2 separate regions of the Drosophila melanogaster genome follow, and region 1 is linked to region 2. A link is a contact called in public Hi-C data. All regions are on one chromosome and are shown on one strand. The core of a region is the stretch at or near the end of the contact, and the rest is flanking DNA. Distances in the headings are between cores, read along the strand shown.

Region 1 (3,077 bases), core at 549-3,048, 76 kb after region 2:
ATAGCCCGGCCCACGCTCTCCGAATTCCCAACCCCATCTCCATCAACATCCCCATCCTCATCTCGAACTCCAGACTTTCGCATGTAATTAAGTCCGGCCAATTAAACGCAGTAGCAGCAAAGGCAATGGCAACAGCAACAGCGAATTGCAAATTGAGTTTGCTAGCAAATCGATAAGGTTTCAAGGTTAGCTTGCGTGACATTTTCACGCCAGCAACAATTTATATTTTTCGACTGCCTGTGGGGTAATTGGAAAAGTTGCAGGCCAAAGTAACGCGGTAAATAAGGCCAAGAAATATGAAAAAGATGGTAGAACGCAAAACCTGTGCGTTGCGTGTGCCATCATCATTATGGTGATTGTTTGTATTAAAATGGCGACTGGCTGCCGCGGCGTATGAGCAATATTTGATTTATATATTGATTTTTAGCCAACACACAAAGGCCGCGCCGAGCGTTGCAAACCAGTTATTATCATAATTATTGAAAGCCGCATTTCCAATGCAAAATGCAAATAGATTTCTTATTCAAATTGCGGCATTACCAACTTACATCTCCTTTTCACTCTTCTAATTGCAGGTGAGTAATTTCTCGCTTTGGACAGGCTAATGTCTTTAATCGACTTAATTGTGAGTAGAACGCATATACAGTACATATGCCACCACCAACATCTATATACTATATACGTGTATAAGAAACCACTTATCTGCATTTATCAACTCTATTATTAAACATATCCGTGTGGGCAGTGCGAGCGCAGCAAAACCTTGACATGTCAGCGTTGTGGTTTTTGCAAAATAAATGCCGTCTCAATCTATTCATTCGACCGGATTGGAAAGTTGCCCCACCATCCAAATGAATCCAACAGGCCGGGGTTCATGCTCCCAAAAGTATGCTTGATCCTTCAGCCTCGATTGTTTTCATTAGCATAATGACACTTGGCTGCGTCTAGACAGACAGAGTCCGCCAAATCCGAGTTTATTTCTTGGTTTAACCGCTCCCCATCGCGTACACCCCTCCCCCTTCTCTCCTTTCACAACTGATTCATGAATTACGCTTTTGGCGGTTTTTTTTTTTTTGCAATTTGCAAAACGAAAGATATACAGTTGCATAAATCAGGGCCATATCCGCGGGTTTTATACGATTCCGGTGCGAAAATGCTTTTCAATTAAGCGAAGAGCATAAATCACAAATGTTTGGGCAACAATTTTTGTGCAAACAATGCAATAAAAACGGTTTGCTTAGCTGGCATAAAACCGCTGCTATCTAATGGAGGAAAAGGCAGCTGGAAAATCCACTTAGCAACCGAAAATTCCAATGCAGTTCCTGGAACGAACGCTTGTTAATCAATGCCCGAAACAATTAGTCATGAGGAAGAACCTCATTTAACGAGCTGAATTTTTCAGCTTCGCGAATCTTGCGAATAGCGCACACATACTCACGCGCACACTCACCCACCTCCGGGGCCTAATAATAATCATAATAATAAAATAAAAACCGCTGGCCACTTGGCCTTGGACTAGGTTGATTGCATTCTAGCGGTCAATGCCGTCGGCGGCGTCGTGAAAACGATCGCTCAGCGGCTATCTCTTTCTCTTTTCGCTTCTGTACGAGTATAGTACGTATTAAAAATTTGTATTTATTTGTATTTTCGTATTTTGCAATGACAAAAGAAAAATATCGCAGAAGCCAACAAACAACTTGTTGTTGCTGTTTTCAAAATCAACAACAGCAGCAACTATTTATAAAATGCGCTTGCCTGGTCAGAGTATCTGTATCTGTATCTGCATGTGTATCAGTGCCTGTATCTTTATCTGTACTTTTCGCCCGTGTGTGCACGTATCGGCGACGGTATCTGCATCTGTATCGGTAGCTATAGCTTTTGCTGCCCGTGCGCGACTTGCAATGCCGGAAAGCAATAGCAAACGTCGTCAGAGCGGCGTTGTGACGCCAACCAAGCAATCCGACTGCCAATGACGACAGCCGCTTGTTCACTCGTTCGCTCGCACATTCGTTTCGCTGGGTATCTTTTGGATACATTTCAAAACACAAATAACACACACAAGATCCGCTCTTCGCCGGTTTACCTTTGAATGGCATTTGCATAACAAGTGTCAGGCCAGCCGCCAGCCGCCAGCCGCCAACCGCCAACATGCCAGCGAATCCCTCTTCGAAAAAACAAAAAACTGAAAACCCAGAGCCCAAGATGCAAGTTTCCAGATCCCAGATCCTTTAACTGCCCCACCAGACATAAATAATTCAGATTCAGATTTCGACGACTGTTTCCAGGCCACAGTGCATTCAACCGATGTGCCAAATGCTAAATGCTAAACGCGAATGCGAAATGCGAGGGGTTCATTCGCTTTTGGCAAATATTTACCTGCGCCACAATAACAACGACACAGTATTACTAACTGTATTTGTCTCACTGACTGCTACGTTCTACTCGTAGCATTTTAAATCCAATTAAAATTGGGCCCTCCTTTCACCTGTTTATGTTTCCTGTTTCGATACTTTTTGGCTTGGCCAGCCAGCACAGCATCGAATGATAAATTACCACTTAGTGTGTTTGGATACGCTAAAGATCACGTCATCTTCGGAACAGGTTGCAATTGATGATGGGTCTATAGCTGAAGGTATTAAGTATTTTATGGCCCGTAGAACCGCTTTCTCCGAAAGATAAGCGAACAACCTTGACGCCGTGTGCAATCGGTCAGGCCACAAAAAAAAAAGTATCGAATTCGAGTGAGTACGTGTGTGTGCGCGCTTTTTGGCCTTGCAATGTGATTTGGCCAAAAGTGTTTTGTGCTTACGGCTAATGGCTTGCTGCTAACTGCTCATGGCTTTTGGCCAGAGGTGTTCAAGGCCCACTTCCTGTTCGAAATCGAGCTGCATGTGGGCGCAACTACCTAGAAGTTCAGGTGTTCCCATGCTCAGGTGCCCAGCTGCTCGGCTGGCCCGCTGGTCCGGCATGATGATGAATGACTGCAGCATTTATAAATATACGGAGCAGCCATCAGCCACCATAATCATCATAATGAAATAACCTAAGCATAACAAATGCGTCGAAATATTTGCGAC
Region 2 (3,171 bases), core at 623-3,122:
TAATGGGTTATTCAGAGCATATATTTACTTGCACCCCAGTGTACAGTACTGTACGATATACAACTGTGCAACTATGCAACGAATAAAAAAAGAGAAAAGCACAAAAAATACTTGTCGAGGGTCGCATTCCGCTTTTTGGCACGTAATTGGGTTACGCTCTGGGTTGGCCTTCTTGCTCGTGCGTTTCGATATAGAGAACCCCTCTCGCTTGAGGGCCAGTTCGAGCCCCCGAGATTAGATTGACCAGAAGCTAAAGCGACTTCAGATTTAATTACGTATCTTCGATGCACAGCGAAAGCGGGAAATGTGTGGCACTTTTATGTTGCATCTGATTCCCAACGAGCCTTTTTTGATCCCATGCTAAAATAGAATACGAAATTCCGTATTCCATATATCTCTCCAGAAATGCAATCGTTTATAAATTTTATTGCTTAGCTCTTACTACACATCCTATATCGCTCAGTCGTGAGTTTATTCCCCCAATTCGATCCCACACACATGATCTAGCTAATCCTCCAGTCACAGCCCCTTTGCCATTACGTCACTCGAATCGTTGAACTGCTCAACTGCTAAGCAAACACAAAAAAAAGTTAATAAATAAAAGCAGCGAAAAATAATTCAAGAGTGAAACATCATCGGTTGCGGCATTTATAGAATCGCCCCGAATCCGAACGCGCAAACCCAAAAAACAATCTCAATGACGACGATTCTGTTCTGCGGATAAGACGATGATGATGAGATCGTGTCGTAATGAAAATTTGTTTAGAATTCGGTTTCGTGAAAGAATTTCAAGTTAGCAACAAACACCCACAATAAAAACAACAAAAAAAAATGAAAAAGACTAATGTAAAATGGGGGAAACAATTGCAATAAATGCGCTACAAATTCAGGGCTAAATAGAGATACATGGCTTGATGTTTCTACGCTTTACAGCTAATTATATATTGTAGATTAATTCTACGGACTGCGGCCGCGCCTTAGCAACAACAACATCAACCGGCTGATGGAAACGGATAGAGGTACCCAGAACGAGGGAGACAGAGCGCAAAAAGATCAGATGAACTTTTCGAATTGCGTCATAAGTCAGACATATACATACATACATATATGTAGATGGCAAAGATACAAAGATAGTTAGATACATGAGCGGAACACATGCATCTATGAGATAGAGATACAAATACCAATACCAACGCGCTTTGCCGGCTGACTGCGCTGCGGTGGGAAAGAGATGCAACAGCCGGCTTCAAGCTGTGCTCCGTCCCTTTCTCTTCCTCGCGCCATCCCTGTCGCACCATCGTCGGGTCTCCCTTGCAGTTTTCACAGTTTGTTGTTTTTTGCCGGCCCGTTGTTTTTTTCTCTTTCTTGACTAATAATCGCTTAGAACCTTTTGTAATTGTTGCATGCGAATGGCGAGTTACACCGGACGAAATAGTTTTGCAAGATGTTCAGCACCAACGTGATGTTACACTATCAATTGCCTAAGATTTTCCAACCGTGTACCCACCCGTACGCTTCGATATACAGATACAGATACGCGCTACTCAATGCCAAGTCAGCTGCGCATATCTTTTCCGTGTGGCGGCGAGTCGATAAATTTGTCAGAGCTAGCTGGCTGCCAGATGTGTGGGCTTGTCCCCACATCTTGATGTCGGCCCATTGTGCCCAGTATCCAGTATCCAGTATCCAGAGCTCAGCATTCGGTATTCACTGTTCAGTATCTAGTATCTGGTCTGTGGTATCTGGTATCCAGCAGATACTGATACCCGTACTGTGACCCGATCGAGTTTTATGCGCTGCCCAAAAGGGGAAAACATTGAAAATGTATCTATCGCAGCTTGTTTGGCTAGCTCGCCTGGCTTTTACGATCGCTGATGGGGCTGAAAAGCCTCGGAATCAGAATAGCTATTGGAATCGGAATCTTTTGGCATAATCAGCTATGGTAATGTGAGTTGTGTGAAAACGTGTGACTTACAAGCTTTAATTCTTATGACCTCATCATTAGCCACAAATTCGAAAATGACTAGAAAAGTGAAGAGCTCAAGTTCGTCGCTGCTATGTTGTAAGTCAATCAACAATTGGTTTTTTTTTTGTTTGCTGTGTTTTGTTCATCCATTTTTTTTCGTTTGCTGCTTTTGTAATCGAAAAAACTGAACTGACTGTTGTGTGGAAATTTGTTACATCTATCAATAGTTGTCCTCGCTGGCATGTGATGGTCACGTGTGCGTGTGTGCGAGTGTTTGTTTGGCTCCAACCGAAATTTGTTTTTCGGTTCAAGTTGAGCAGTTGCCTTTGTTTTCTGCTTTTTTGTTGTTCTTGTTTTTTTTGTTTGAGTCGGAAACGTGAGGCAATTAATTCTAAGGTTATTTCAAACGAGAAACTTGTTGCACGCATTTCCAGCTCCATCGTCATCGTCATCTCCATTTTCATTTACATTTCCACGTCCATTTCCAGTCGCATTTCAATTACGATGACGTATAATGGCCGGGCCATGAATCAAGTGTCCAGCAGCAGCAGGAGCAGCAGCGCATATAATTTGCAAGCTCATTTAATGGAGGCCAGGCAAGAATTAAGCTCAGCTGCCGTCCAAAATGTCGGGCATAATTTGTCAAGACTGCGGACTAAAGTCGGGTAGCCCACTCCGATTTGTGTTGGCACTTCCGCCCAGGGTAATTTGTAGTTTTTACCCTCGTTATCTCCCGTTCTACCTGTGTTTTGCATTTAAAACGAAATTCGTTTAAATGGCATTGAAATTGACATTGCCAAGTGATTTTTTTTATTTTTGTCTGCACGCACGCAAGTGCCGCTGCTCCCATTTCTCCAACTCACTTTTTACTTTCATTGCGAGCTCAAAAGATACAAGAAAAGAAACAGAAAGCAAATATATTTAACCGTGTTCTGGCCTCTCACTTTACGGCAGCGACCCATTTTGTTGGCCCGGCCAAAAGCGCATTTCGGCCAGCTGGTAGCAGCAGTTCATTTGTAACTACCGCTCGCCCACCGAAATCAATCAAGTTTCTCAGGGGTTTAGCCCCGATCTCAAGTAGTTGTAAGCTGATAATTGGATTTGGCCAGAAACTTTCCACGCCATCAGCTACATATGTGTGTTTTTGTCTTTATAAATCCATTACCTCGGCGATCGTTTATCAGGGGTCTCGATCAGCTGAGGCA

The links. A called contact is a pair of places that touch in the nucleus more often than the background predicts.
Region 1: a contact with region 2 is called in a Hi-C map of the S2 cell line, with 2.1 times the contacts expected there. A contact is called at or near these places in 32 of 107 Hi-C or Micro-C datasets (the Clone 8 cell line, the D17-c3 cell line, the Kc167 cell line and 16 more) and 2 of 7 datasets of targeted methods (the Kc167 cell line and the S2 cell line).

Annotation. Positions count from the first base shown.
Region 1 is chr3R:9,953,198-9,956,274 of dm6, forward strand. All of the region lies in intron 4 of Glut4EF (Glucose transporter 4 enhancer factor), which reads left to right. The region is part of intron 4 of CG46467; the gene reads left to right. Among named protein-coding and RNA genes, the nearest start is that of Art4, 31 kb to the right of the region's middle.
Region 2 is chr3R:9,876,626-9,879,796 of dm6, forward strand. lncRNA:CR45029 (long non-coding RNA:CR45029) reads right to left here and starts at 1,873. Exons shown (of 2, transcript NR_125125.1): 1 at 1,508-1,873; 2 at 373-566. The region is part of intron 1 of Glut4EF (Glucose transporter 4 enhancer factor); the gene reads left to right. All of the region lies in intron 1 of CG46467, which reads left to right.